2 separate regions of the Mus musculus genome follow, and region 1 is linked to region 2. The links are chromatin contacts, called in public Hi-C maps. All regions are on one chromosome and are shown on one strand. Each heading gives the region's core, a stretch centred on a gene start, on an enhancer-like site or on the middle of the called end of the contact. The rest is flanking DNA. Distances are from core to core; before and after follow the strand shown.

Region 1 (3,158 bases), core at 353-2,852, 100 kb after region 2:
TTTTACTTTTTTTTTTTAATTTTTGATTTTTTTGAGACAGGGTTTCTCTGTGTGGCCCTGGCTGTCCTAGAACTCACTCTGTAGACCAGGCTGGCCTCAAACTCAGAAATTCACCTACCTCTCTCTGCCTCCCAAGTGCTGGGATTAAAGGCATGCGTCACCACGCCCGGCCTTTATTTTACTTTTTAAACTATGTTTATGGGTATGGCTATGTGCAAGCAAGGGCAGGTGGATCTCCCTTGGAAGTCAGAAGGGGATGTTGGATCCCTGGAGCTGGAGATTCAGGCAGTTGCTCAGCTGCCTGAAGTGTTTGCCTCTGAGTTATCTCTCCAGCCTCACTTGGTTATTGAGACAAAGTGAAACTTTGTCCTGCAGTTTGCAGATCAGACTAGCTTTCTGCCTTTGCCTCCTTTGTGCTGGGATTACAAGCGCATGTCCCCATGCCTTTTTTTGGGGGGGGGTGTTCTTGGAACGTAACTCAAGTTCTCATGCCCACTCAGCAAGAACTTGGCCAACTGCACCATCTCCCAGTCTCCCAGTCTCTTGGTACATTTTCATCCCTTAGACCTTTCTGTCAGTCTTGTTGTGATTGAAATGTTCTTCGTAACTGATTCACATAGGATGCGTTTTTTTTTTTTATTACACACCCCTCTTGTATGAGCATTAAAAAAAGAAAACCAGTAGCAAAATTGATTGGTGATAGCATCCCTGAGACTTCTCCCGTCTTGCAAGCTGCTGCTTCCGTACTGCTGTGGCCCAGCTTCTGTGGCATCCACATTTCTGTACACAAAGCTGTGCTCTGTGTCAGCAAGAAGCTGGAGAGGCATCCTTCCTCCAAGGTCACTTCTTTTGTGTTCTTTGTAACTCTCCTCCTTGGCTGGCACTGACTTGCAAGTGCAGGCAATTACAGGCCCTCAAGATCTCTGCCTGGCTGGTAGGATGACGTCCAAGAAGGGACATAGGGTCAGAACACAACTGGGTGAGGTTTGTCTACTAACTGCTAGACTTCAGCATGTAGGAAGCCCTGGATCCCATCCCCTGCACTGTAGTAACGGGACATGGTGGGACATACATGTGATCCCAGCACCGAGGAGACAGAAGCAGGAGAATCCGAAGTTCAAGGTTATCTTCCACTACATAATGACCTTGGGCCATCTTTGGATACCTTAAGACTGTCTCAACAAAATAAATAAATAAATAAATAAATAAATAAATAAATAAATAAATAAATAAATAAATAAATAAATGAGGAGAGGTGGGGTGGGATGGGGAGAAATGAGGCTCCTGGAACCAGACAGAGTATAGGACACATGTTTGCTTGTGTGCATGGGACGTAGTGACCAACAGCCCTTTGGGATATAAATCATATTTTCTTCTTCTCTCTTTAAGTCTGGAAACGGAGCCTCAGAAGAGCGAAATAATTTGTGCAGCCCACCAGGGGAAGGGCTGCCATCCTGCTGTGTCAGGCACAGTGGATCTCTTGCTCCTTCCCCTTCCTCAACACAGTTCCCCCTCCCTCGGAAACTTCACAGGGTGCTCCAGGGTAACAGCTTGGGGTCCTGGTTCTCCAGCCACCCCAGTAGGGGTGCCAGCTACGATTACATCACTGAATAAACTTATGTTTCTGTGACTCATCCTCTCCCAGAGAACTGCAGGAAGCTGAGGCTCTCAATCCTTCACCGGTGGGTCCTTCTGTGGATCTAGAGCCGCTAGCCTTACGGCCCTCCCGCAGGGCACTCTGTTCTCGGAGTACCCTTCCCCAAAGCTGAACGTCCTTCCCACTTCCTGCCCACACCTGGGTTCGCACACGGGGCTGTGGGGTGGGTCTTTCTCCTGAGAGAGGATCTTCTCTTCTCTTTTGGAGACAGAGCCTTGTGTCTGGCCTCAAGCTTGTTATGTAGCTAAGGATGATTTTAAACTCCTGATCCCCCTGATTCTGTCTTCTGAGGTTTGGGATTATAAACTATACTTTCATGGTAGCATTATGTGGTGCTGGGGCTAGGAGAACTGCTGGGCGGGGGCTTTTCCAATAGTTCCCAAGCTCACTCTCTCCTCTCCTCTCCTCTCCTCCCCTCCCCTCCCCTCCCCTCCCCTCCCCTCCCCTCCCCTCCCCTCCCCTCCCCTCCCCTCCCCTCCCCTCCCCTCTTCTCCGCTCCGCTCCCCTCCCCTCCCCTCTTCTCCCCTCCCCTCCCCTCTTCTCTTCTTCCCTCTTTTTCCTCCCTCTCCCTCTCCCCTTCCCCTCTCGTGCTGTCACTGTGTATCCCATGCTAGCTTTGAATTTAGAGTCCTGGAAGAGGCTCTTCTGATGCCCATGAAAAATGATTCTCCTTCCTTTTCTCTCAGTCTCTGAGCTCCTCACCAACGCTCCAGTCCTGTCAGAAACACAAGAGAACAGCCCTGCAGTACAGGGCTCAGGGCTGTGTTTACAGATCTTAACACAGGGTCTGCTTCCCTGTGATCATTTTCTGCTGCTGCCCACATAAATTACCCCCAAATGAAGCTTATTCTGTAGATAATGCTAACCACAAACTCATAGAAATTCTCCTGCTTTTCTCCTAAGTGCCAGGATTATGGCTATGCACCGCCATGCCCATCTTCCCCCCCCCCACTCCTCTCCTCCCTAGCTCCTTCCCCCTCTTCCTCCTTCTCATCTCTTTTGGAGGCAGATATCATGTAACCCAGGCTGGTCTCAAATTCACAATGTAGCAGATCAGCCTGCTTTCTTATACAACCCAGGACCACCCACAGCAGGTTGGGCTGTTCTACAGCAATCATTAGTGAAGAAAAGCCTCACAGACTTGCCTACAGGCCAGTCTTACCAAGGTGTTTTTCTAAGATCCCCTCTTCCCAAATGATTCTTGGAGTGGAAACTTAAGGTTTTTTTTTTTTTAGAGAGTCAGTTGTGTTGGATGGTGTTTTGCTGGGGCAAACACATGAAAGTGTTTTTCTGAAGTGGACACAGATGAAAGGCTAAGGCAGACTTGTGAAGGAACATTTTACTGGAGCAGACAATGGAGAGAGGATATTCTGCTAAAGCACACACGTGAAAGGGCACACGATGAAGGATTCTTTACTAACTACACACATCTACTGGTCCTCCTTACATTGCATAGTTGAGCTGCATTTGTCAGGACTCCATAAAGAGAAATGCACCCAAA
Region 2 (2,874 bases), core at 65-2,564:
GAGGAAGGCTCAGCTAGGAGGGAACAAAGCAGGCAGGGCCATCTCCGCTGTCTTAGGGCAGGGGATACGGGAGACTGTGACTACCTTTCTGCTCAACTATTCCTAGATAATGCTCATCCTCGGCCCAACCTCCAAGGTTTAAAATGCAAGGGAGGTCACCACTCAGTTGTCACCTGTGAAGTAGATCTGTTTTCAAGGACATGGGTCAACTTTAGTAGTCCACTTTACTGGCCTAAGGAAGGTGCAAGAAGGTGCAAGCTTTTGCTAAGCCGTCTGCCCTCACATTCTCATGATTTTCCTCTTTAGTAACAAGGCAGGCTGAACTTAACAGGGTGTCATCCGTGCATAGTGAGGGTAAGACAGGGCTTTAGTTTGAAGCCAGTAAAGGCTGCATAGGAAATTCTAAGCCAGGCCACGAGACATAGAAGGAGCCAATCACAAAAAAAAAAAAAAAAAAAAAAAAAAACCAAAACAAAACAAAAAAACAAAAGCAAAAACCAACAACAACAACAAAAAAAAAAAAACAAAAAACAAAACCAAAGCCTAGCAAATCAATTTCACAGAATCCAATAGAAATCACAGAAGCCTTCAGAAATAAAGACCCAAAAATTTAGGGGAAAGTCCCTCTTCATTTAGGTTCAGCAAGGTAACTCTGGAAATGTGATCAGACAACGGGGCCAGAGTGACACTCATACAGGGACCCAGCCTGTCTGTTCAGATCGGCTCTGCCTGGGGTTGGGGCAGGGTTGTCTGGAATGAGGATCCTCGAAGGAGAAGGAATGGGTTTTACGGCTTGGTTTGCAGTTCCTGTAACTTCTTGTTTCTGCCATCCACTTTTAGCAGGAGGATGGGAGACAGTCAGAGCAGCCTTTACTTGGAGCTGTGTCTGAGGCTTTCCAATGGCTTTAGTTCGAAGTACTCAGCACCCATAAACACCATGCTTTGGGATATTGTGATCCAGAGCCCAAAGCTATCACCCAGTGAAACAGCTATCACCTAGCAACAAACAGATGGGGGAGCTGGAATTCAGACGAGTCTAGCTATTGGTCTTGATGCAAAACAACCAACCAACCAACAAACATAGCTCTCACTTCAGAGGGAAAAGGAAGATTTATTCTGGAGTTAAATATGAGTGAGTATGGCCCAAATAGACTTAGGTTACCCCAAATTTTCACTTTCCAATGTGGATGAAGTTTTGTGACACTTTTCAAACTTATGCAAATACTCAGTGAACAGTAATGGGCAGACCTCAGCTGTACACCCTGGATGTTAGCTAATGACTCAGCTTTGGGTGACAGAAATTTAGGCTTTTGCTAATTAACTACATTCCAAAGGGTTTTTATCAGTAGCCACAGTGTTCCTTCTGACTCAGCGCTTGGGAGCAGAGCAAAGATTGGCTACTTGGTGGGCTAACAATAGCTCAGGATAAATTATAATTGGGCTCTGGATCAACAACATTCCAAACTCCTAGGCTACTGAAGTTTTTATCAGTCAATCTACCTCTGCATTGACAGCTTCTCCTTAGGGATTCTCCATCACAGCCTGGGGGCATGTGTAAATTTGAGGCCACAGATACAGTATAGCCAGGTTAGACACAGTTGGGACGGACTTCCAGCCACACTGCTATCGGCTGTATACATTTAGACAAGTCCGATGATCTTCCAGAGGCTGCATTGACATGGAAATCAAATGACTGTCACCAAGTCATCTCTCCAGAAGGGGCCTTTTAAAAAAATGAGCAGAAGGGCTGGAGAGATGGCTCAGTGGTTAAGAGCACTGACTGCTCTTCCAGAAGTCAATTCCCAGCAACCACATGGTGGCTCACAACCATCTGATGCCCTCCTCTGGTGTGTCTGAAGACAGCTATAGTGTACTCATATACATAAATAAATCTTTTTTAAAAAATGAACAGAAAGAGCCAAATTATGAGGAGGACCTGAGAACTTGGTGGTATCTGGGCTGCAGCCGCCTTGTCTGTATCTATAATGGGCTCCTATTGTCTGCAATGGCAGGCTGGGAAAACAGGATGATCTCACAGTGTCTATAGCAGGAGTGGACAGAACTGCAGAGATGAATCCCTAATTATGATGGGAGATTTTAATGATTCCCCTCTAGTTAACAGAGCAATAGACCAAAGATCAATAAGGGATGCAGATTGGAACAAGGTAACACACGTGACACAGGTGCACACTGTCAGCCACTTTTCTTTACAGTGACAAGTGATGGCGAGAAATGGTGTAGAGAAGAAAAGATTCATTTGGGCTCATGGTTTCAGAGATCTCAGGCCACAGTCACATTCACTGTGGGCCTGTGGTAAGGCATAAGGCAGAGAGAGCATCATGGTAGGGGGAGGGGGGCCAAGCTTCCTGCTCTGTGGGCTTAGATAGGAAGGGGCCAGGGCAAGGTCAAGGACGCCTTCCTTCTCTTTAGCCCACTCCCTCCAGCTAAGTCTCACCAAATGAAGTTTCTAGCACTTCCCAAAATACCACCGCAACAAGGAGGAAACAACTGAGAGCTGAAGACCACTGAGCCTGAGGGGCTGGTGTGATAAAGTAGGAATGTCTGGTATCTTTAGAGACTCAGGTTATAATGATGTTTTGCTGGGGCAGACAGGTGAAAGAAGTTTTGCTGAAGCCTACACAGGTGAAAGGACGCACGATACTTAGATAGAATATAAATATAAATGGAAGCTCCAGCATTCGTTTCCTTTGTTCCACCTGGCTAGTCTTCGCTGACAACACGCATGTATTGATTCACCTTATGCTGTGTTGCAGAGCTTCACGTGTGGTGACTTTATAGAGAGAAACTCACCAAAGAACTCCTGTGGCTTCTGCGAACTCGGGCCAATTGATGAGCCTCGAGCTTTCTTCCGGA

The links. A called contact is a pair of places that touch in the nucleus more often than the background predicts.
Region 1: a Hi-C map of extraembryonic ectoderm shows a contact between it and region 2, with 1.9 times the contacts expected there. The contact joins two enhancer-like sites. A contact is called at or near these places in 9 of 39 promoter capture datasets (embryonic stem cells, hippocampal neurons, liver and 3 more), 3 of 15 datasets of contacts at CTCF or cohesin (the NIH/3T3 cell line, embryonic stem cells and large pre-B cells), 37 of 484 Hi-C or Micro-C datasets (the AML12 cell line, B cells, CD4 single positive thymocytes and 22 more), 7 of 115 datasets of contacts at active chromatin or transcription factors (acute myeloid leukemia, bone marrow-derived dendritic cells, embryonic stem cells and 1 more) and 5 of 9 other capture datasets (adipose tissue, embryonic stem cells, liver and 2 more).

Annotation. Positions count from the first base shown.
Region 1 is chr9:62,399,114-62,402,271 of GRCm38.p6, forward strand. No RefSeq gene overlaps it. Among named protein-coding and RNA genes, the nearest start is that of Gm40523, 15 kb to the right of the region's middle. Within about 2 kb of position 1,603, at least 23 of the 459 cell types and tissues checked have an H3K27ac peak or open chromatin away from gene starts, as enhancers often do. A contact at or near this core is called in extraembryonic ectoderm and stem cell-derived neural progenitor cells, where this site is marked.
Region 2 is chr9:62,295,772-62,298,645 of GRCm38.p6, forward strand. No RefSeq gene overlaps it. Among named protein-coding and RNA genes, the nearest start is that of Spesp1, 15 kb to the left of the region's middle. Within about 2 kb of position 1,315, at least 14 of the 459 cell types and tissues checked have an H3K27ac peak or open chromatin away from gene starts, as enhancers often do. A contact at or near this core is called in extraembryonic ectoderm and stem cell-derived neural progenitor cells, where this site is marked.